2 separate regions of the Columba livia genome follow, and region 2 is linked to region 1. The links are chromatin contacts, called in public Hi-C maps. All regions are on one chromosome and are shown on one strand. The core of a region is the stretch at or near the end of the contact, and the rest is flanking DNA. Distances in the headings are between cores, read along the strand shown.

Evidence for each region. A called contact is a pair of places that touch in the nucleus more often than the background predicts.
Region 2: a Hi-C map of liver shows a contact between it and region 1, with 2.0 times the contacts expected there. The contact joins the promoter of TRMT11 here to the enhancer-like site in region 1. A contact is called at or near these places in 2 of 2 Hi-C or Micro-C datasets (crop and liver).

The regions. Positions count from the first base shown.
Region 1 is chr3:55,730,098-55,733,795 of bColLiv1.pat.W.v2, forward strand. The region is part of intron 4 of NCOA7 (nuclear receptor coactivator 7); the gene reads left to right. Among named protein-coding and RNA genes, the nearest start is that of NCOA7, 45 kb to the left of the region's middle. Within about 2 kb of position 1,669, at least 1 of the 3 cell types and tissues checked has an H3K27ac peak away from gene starts, as active enhancers do.
Region 2 is chr3:55,797,946-55,802,073 of bColLiv1.pat.W.v2, forward strand. It overlaps TRMT11 (tRNA methyltransferase 11 homolog), which reads left to right and starts at 2,270. Exons shown (of 13, transcript XR_010471353.1): 1 at 2,270-2,428.

The DNA.
Region 1 (3,698 bases), core at 419-2,918:
CCTAGCTCTTTTCCTGTAAGTCAGTGCCCAAGCTTTTAAGCAGTCTGTTGAAAATTAATTTAAGTGAGTACTGCTGACCTTGTATTTTTACCTGCCTACTCTGAAATTACGTCTGTGTCAGATCATTAGTCTTTATTAAATGGTATGAGAATGGTTGTCATGTTGCAGAAAGTTTCTGCTCCCTGTTCCCTCTCCAGGGTAGATGCCTGAAAGATCTCTGCAGCCAGCTCACAGTCCCCATTAACAACCAGTTCCTCTGATTCTGATGGGATTCAGTGGAAAAGCCCCCATGCACAGGTTGTGCACAGTAACAGACTGGAAACTATTTGGACAGACATAGAAAATGGCTTATAAGTTGTTCAGAAAACAGTTTGAGGAGCTGTAAAAGGATGCCTCTATATAAATTCAGAATAAATGTTTTTCCTGTCAGAACCAATTAGCTTGAAAAACACTATCTGCCGTCTAAATGAAATTACAGATGCATAAGACTCTTTCCTCAGAAACCGGAGTGGTTTTGCAGATAAGCTGTTTGCTTATCCTGCCCTCCCCTTTTCTCTCTCCCAGTTCCTTCCCCCAACAACTTTCCTAATGAACCCCAACATATCCATTGACTCGGATACTTAAAAACTAACATCTTCTGCAGTAACACCTTATCCATTTTCTGGAGAAGAAGCATATTGTTTTGTCTGAAAGGCTGATTTAATTGCAAAACCTGACACTTGTCAAACTGAGTGGTTTCATTTATTTATTTATTTGGCCTTCAGCTCCCTTTTGCTCTCATAACAGTTAGGACAAGACTGAATGTTGGTTTTGTTCAGAGAAATCCCCTTTAAAACACAACAAAACCACTAGAAATCTTCCAGAGAAGTTGAAGAAGGAAATAAATTCACAAATGGTGTTCTCAAATCCATCTTCCACGGCAGCTCTTGCCGCAGAGGGTGGGAAATATGTGAGAGCTGTGAGAAGAGCGAATGAGACCTTCAGCCTCCAGCTTCTTCATGAGATGATGGGTCAGGAGACGACGGGTTTGAAATCGGAGTGGGCCCGGGACTGGCAGCTGGTGTGGGTGCCCAGTCTGCCTTGCTGGGATGCGCAGGTCTGTGTGAGGGAAGGGCAAACGGAGGCTGAAGAGGGTCCCTCAAGGGGATGGAGTTTTGTTCCAGATACAGTAAATGCTCTGGATCTGCTCTTTGCTCTCTGCAGCACTGTACCAGCACATGTTAATAATGAATTGCCTTGTTTGTATACAGGATTTTGTATTTGCTTTACTAAGAGAGTGCATGTAATGTCAAAAAGCATAGTAAATTTGAGGCTGCTGTCATGGTTTTAAGTGCTGTTGAAGGCTTGTTTTGGTTCTTTGGGATATTATAGTTGAGTGAAATGGAGGGTTTTGGGTAATTTTGGCCAGGCATTAGAGACGTCTAAAAGCAACATCTTCCAAGCAGAGATCATAGTCCTAGGCAGAGTTGCAGTAACTCCGGGTCCTTGTGATGAAAGTCATACTCGGTCTTTATCTGGTATTTTTTTCTGGTGTAAAAGTTGTCGCTTTTGCAGTTGATGATCATTGCCTTGAAATGGAGCTGTGGGCAGGAGGAGTAGCCTCGGCACTACCTGAAAATCTGATGTCTGCCATGAGGATGGGATGGAAATTATGGCATGCCCAGATTCTTGGATTGCTCTCACCTGAAAAGTGCCTGTGGTGCTGCCCATCCAGAGCAGCAGCTGTGGGCTGTGGAAGCTCTAGCTTGTGTGATGAGCTCTTGATGGGATGTGGGAATCGGGCAAGATTAAACATTACAAGGAAAAGCATCAGTCAGTGATGTTGTGGTCAGTCAGTTCAAACGGTTGCTTCTGCTTTCCTCTTCGCTATCACAGTTCTGTTTTAGCTCTTTATTCTTAAAGTTACCTAAGGCAACTTTGAAAACTTGAGTTCAAATGAGTATGTTTTAAGGAAAGTGTGGATAGAAACTGTTAGTGTAGTCACAAGGACTGTTAACATCTAGAGAAGTTTTTTTCTCTCTTTTTTTTTTTTTTCTGTGTGTTTTGTTTTTTTTTTTTTTTCCACAAAATAGTTCGGTTTCCATTAGCAGATTTTTTTGTTGTTGTTTTGTGGTACTGCATATATGCCACAGAAAGCTTATTTAACAGAGTTTGTGATCAAAACAAACAGACTAGGAATCTGAGACTGGGTGGAAGGCACTGATGCAGTGTGAGTAGAGCTGAGGCTGCCAGCGGGTGCTTGCCAGTTCTTGTCTACTGAAGCAGATGATTTGAGTGCCCTGTGATACATACACGTGCAGGAAGGTTATTAAGTCACTACAGAAAACGTCAGGGCCGTCTCTGATTTACAAGCCTGGAATCAAGTACAACAGTGAGGTAAGAATTTCATTGCGTTTCAGTGTAAAGAGCTGCTTTGCAAAGATTTCTGCAAGGGCTAAATATAGACGTTGTGTATGCAATGTGACTGTAATGTTTTGTGGTTGCTACAGCAGCCTTTGATCAGGGCTGTGGCTTATTAGTCAAAAATAAGCTTCCTTTCCATACTCAAATTTTCATTAGTCTAAACAAACCACTTCATTTGTTATATAGATGTATTCACTTTTATCTTTTGGAAATCCCTGTAGATTGTTTTAATGTGTAGTCAGGACCTGATCCATGAAGTTTCACACACACTAAATCTCTTTTGCTGTGCAGAGCATGAACTGCTACTGCCTGTCTTAAAATCAGTGGGTTTGAATGAATGGGGAACCGCAGAAATAGGAGCCGTCGTCACTGAGTTGGCTGCAGAATGTGGATCTCCTGCTGCTGTACTTTGGGGGGCATTTAAGAAAAATGTATACATATGTGTGTGATAGATACACATTTGCAAGGCAACCTTTTGAGATGTTTCACTAGAAATTGTTGGTTATGTGGTCTGAGAAACTGAGCCTTCTCAGAGGTCTCAAGCTAGATATTCTGAACTTGGGAACTTGTTTTAATATTTTATTTAAAAACAAACAAAAAAATGTGTGTACCCTGAAATGTCTTACTATAATTCTAAAATCCTCTGTGCATTTATGTTCTACCCTGAAAAAATACATTGATAGAATATAAATATAAAAGGTGGAAGGAAGAATCTCTGAAATTCCCACATTACATTAATAAATTAATGCATTAGGTTTTCCCTTACATAAGCTGCTGCTGTGAGATCATGTAACCTTTTCCCGTTTGTGGTGACTCATTGATTGTCTGTATTTTCTGTGCATTATTCTTCCTCTGCACATAACAGTTTTTATCATTAACAAGAGTAATTTACTACTCCCTCCTTTAGGTATCTTGTAACTAAGAAGTTAATGTACTAGAGAGAAGGTTCATTAGATAGATTAGTTTTTCATTTTGTGTGTTACGTGTCAGTGATTCTTAACTGAGGACTATTGTAGTGACACTGACTCAGCCCATAAAGGCAGCCTTTGCTCTCACTAAGCAAAGTCAGAGCTAAAGATGGTGATTTAGCAGAAAATCCCGTGTTAGAATTCCTGAAGCATCTTTCTCACTTGAACTGTGCTTTAAGGATTCTTCTCAAAAGAAAATACTCTTGTTGCTATAGTGATCAGTTGGCAGATTTATAGGCAGCTTGTTAAGATTTCTCCCAGGCGAGCTGCAGCAGCTGGAAAACGTTCTTTCACAAGCAGTTTGTGGCCACATCGGTCGCGCTGTGG
Region 2 (4,128 bases), core at 1,020-3,519, 68 kb after region 1:
CATGTCTTTGCTTCATCATAGCCAACACCTGTTGGAATACACAAACTAGTTTCCATATATCACACTAGCAGAGCCGACACTTTTCTCACAGACATTTGGAGATAAAACAGAGGATTAATGATAGCTTTTCTATGGGGAAATGAACAGAAATGCAAATTCTGAACAACTTTATAACTGAATTACACACAGATTAGGCATTTCTTTACTTTAAAAGTTTGTTGTTGTTTTTTTTCTCTTTAAAAGTACGGTTTCATGGGTATATGCCTATATGCAGATGTTGATGCTGCTGCACACGAACCCCAATGACCAGTGAAGAGGTCAAAAAAGCTTGTGTTGCCTTTGGGTCTAGAAAAGTGCATGGGGTGAGCAGGAGATGGCAACACAACAGCTGAGGAAGAGAACTGAGAAACAGCAGCACAGATTAAAGAATGGCTTCTCATTCACAGTCTTTCACTTTTAAATTGAAACTCATGATTGTCATATGATCCTATTGTTAATTTTTTTTTTTTTTTTGTGAGAGAAAGGTGGTTAATTCTAGCTTCCTGGATACATTTCAAATTGAGTAATTACCTTTTGTATACTTAAAACTCCACTGAAGGCTAAAAAGGCTAATTGTTTTTCCTTGCCTTCCCTAAAATAGTTATGTAATGTTGTTGATGTAAGATGACTCCTCAAATCCACGCCAACCAAACTGCTTGATTATTTTCAGTGACAGTTACAGGAATGTATGCTAAGTTTACAAACACAGCATCTGAAAGCACTTTGTTTTTATATCAGGATCAAATACACTGTAGCTCTTATTTAGTAATGTACATACGTTTTCAAACGATGCTGAGCAGCATACAGAGACTGCCAGTGATTTTGCATGGATTCTCAAGTCAAAAGCAGGAAAAAAACAGGGCTTTAATTAAATTCTTCTGTAGAAAGCAGTATCACTAGAAAACTGAGGTATTCAGCTTCTGAGAACAGACGGCAGTGCTTTGCAGATCGAGTAGTGCAGATAAAGAGAATGCCAGGCTCCAAGAGATTAAGCTTAAACAATACCAATAACCCCTCCTGAGGAGTTTCTAAAATGGAAGCTGTACAGCTAAGCAATTTAAAGTGAGACAGATTGGAAAAATAAAAGCAGACTTCTTCCACTAAATCTCAGCAATCCCAAGATTTTGTATACACTGTCAGACTCATAGGGTTTGTCAGCAGTTCAGCGATGTGGTTATTGCCAGATCTCAGGGCTCGACCGCTGAGATGGACAAGCCTAATCCACTTCTACGTCTTTTCTTTCTCTTCTAGGAAAGTTCACATTTAGATGCCAGTTCATATATAGATTGTTTTCTTGCCAATCATCGGGGCTAGAGCTTCATAGCAAAGCTCACTTTTGATTATCACAGGAGGAGGTAACTGGGGAAGCTGTGGGATGAGATTATGGACAGGCATAAAGAACTTGGCCCACGGAGTACTCACAGGTCATAGGCAAAATCTTTGCTATCCAGAAAAAAGATGCCCAAAAATTAGCACAGAAAATACTGAACATGAGTTCAGTGCTAAGCTGGCCTGCATCTAATAAAAAGCTTACTGAAATCTGGATAAGCTGAAACTTTCAGCTCAACATAACAGGGAGATCAGTGAGTGCGGGGTTCCAGTTGTCAAGTCTAAGTGTTAAAATAAAAATATAAGATGCAATCCAAAACCTTCACCCCTCCACCTCGCCATCAGACAATCATATCTCTGCCCTTTTCCGGGGAATCTGTTTCTCTAGCTGCTCCTCCACCCAGATCGCCGGCGCTGACCTCCTTCCCGCGGAAAACGAACGCGACTCCTTTGGCGTCTGTTAATTGTTAATGCTCTTTAACGACCTGCTCCACCGATGCCTGCGGGGTCAGGTTATTGTCGGGAGGAGAGGCCACAGCTGCATTGCCCGAAGGGCTCAGCCCCAACCAGCCGCCCGACCCGCCCTCCGAGCCTTCTCCATCGCGCACCAGTGGAACGCTATTGAACCCGTGTCCCCAGTACGCAAATATTTACTTGCTTAAAAATTATATACGGGTACTGCTGGGTAATGCACGCGGCGTGCATTACAAAGCATACACAAAACATAAATTAAAAAAGGGATGAGAGGATGAGCTCAGCGCTAATTAACTACGAGTGCCCGCAGCACGCTGTCGCCGCGCAGGCGGCCGCTGCCCAAGAGCCCCGCAGCCCCGCTCGCACCCAGCACTGCGGGGCGGCGCGGGGGTCCCCGACACACGCCCCTTACCGGTGGCGGCGCCTCCCGCCGAGGCGGGCGGGCTCCTCCCGCGGCTGCTGGGCCCGCCCGGCGGCGCATGCGGCGCGGGAGGCGGGGGAATGGCCGGACATGGCGCTGGCGGCCGCTACGCTCCGGCGGTACCTGCTGCTCCTGGCGCAGGAGCACCTCGAGTTCCGCCTGCCGGTGAGCGCCTCACGGGGCCAGGACTGGGGTTGGGGCCGGGGCCGGGGGGTCGGCCCGCTGAGGCGGAGGGTGGGCGAGGCGCTGCCCTCGGGAGCAGCCCGGGGGGTGCCCGGGAGGCGGCGGGGCCTCGTTGCTGCCCGCCCCGGGCGGCGCGGGGAGAGCCGGCGGCTGGCGGGGTGGGGGCGCCCGGAGCCCCTTCCCTCGCCGCTCTGCGCTTCCCCTCGCAGCGGGCGTGGGCTTCCGCTCTGCCCCGGGCGCCGTGGGGAGGTGGCTCTGAGGAAACAGCTTCCTTGCTGCTCTCAAGAGCCTTTGGGGCCAGGAGAGGTTGCCAGCAAAGTACCTGGGGCTCCAAGTAAGAAATGGGAACTCGGAGGAAAAAAAAGCAGGGTTTATGAAAATCTCTCTAAGTTCTTGTTTTGGTGACTTTTTAGTTTAAGCTGTGTAGCTGCTCCCAGCCGTGTGATGTGGGTACATATGTGGTTGGTGCTGTGCTGGTGACACGTGAGACCCTCTGCCCCAGGTGTTCATGGAGTTGTGCAAGGCAGGAGGGTGTGCATATCTTCATTTTCAGGAAGATGACTTGAGGAGCAGCAGACACGGCTTCTCTGAAGTTCCAGGGCCTGCACACATGCTGGGATCAAATGGAGATCTCCAAGGCTGGTGTCTGCCATCAGGCTTCCTCCTCTGTGTCGCACTGGTGGCACGAAGGACTGCTCAGTTTTGGCTTGTAATGCTGAGTGTTCGCTCAGCCAGAAGGGTTCACGCTGTGCTGGCCGATGCGGGATCAGGGAGAGCAGACCCGCTTCTGCAGGGGCATCGCAGCAGGTCAGGCGTGGGAGCCAGCGAGTCCTGCCTCTGCAAGTGCCATCTGCTTGTCATGGACAAGTTTATGCCAGTTGGTTGCAAAATTTGGGTGCACTGTTTGTTCCCTGACACTAAATCATACCAATCGCTATTCACAGAAATAAATAAAAAAAAATAATTGTAACTTGAGGGTGACAGAGCACTGGAACAGGCTGCCCAGGGGCATTGTGGAGTCTCCTTCTCTGGAGACATTCAGAACCCGCCTGGACACCTTCCTGTGTAACCTCATCTAGGTGTTCCTGCTCCGGCAGGGGAATTGGACCAGATGGTCTTTTGAGGTCCCTTCCAGTCCCAGACATTCTGTGATTCTGTGATTATCTGAAGCTCCCTGGTATTTTGAGGCCCTGGTGTTTTTCATGGGTCCTTGGTAAACATCTGATTTAGCACACACTCAATTTCCATGTTTATAAGAAAACCCTCTTGTTTGTAAATTTAACTTTTGATGACTTACAGCGTTATTAAACACTGTAACAAATGTTGATACCTTCACTGCTCTTCTAGGCACCATCTGAAGAACTAGGAATATGAGATCCAGGATAATATTGTCTTGTTTAAAATAGTGCTGAAATGCAGAGTTATTTTTTTAGAATCGGTAGGTCATCATTACACATTTTAAAATGTTTATTGTGTATTGCATCGTTTGTTTTTCTTGTTTTCATTAAGGCTTTCTTCTGCGCATTATTTTTTACTATCTACTTTGTGGGAACTGGAACATGAATTTATTTATGATCAAATCAATTTTTCTTTAGGCAAGGTCATCAAATTAAGTTAAAAAAAAAAAAAAGACAATCTATATGTAACACGCAAGGTTTTTCTTTTTTCACCGGGGCTGTAGT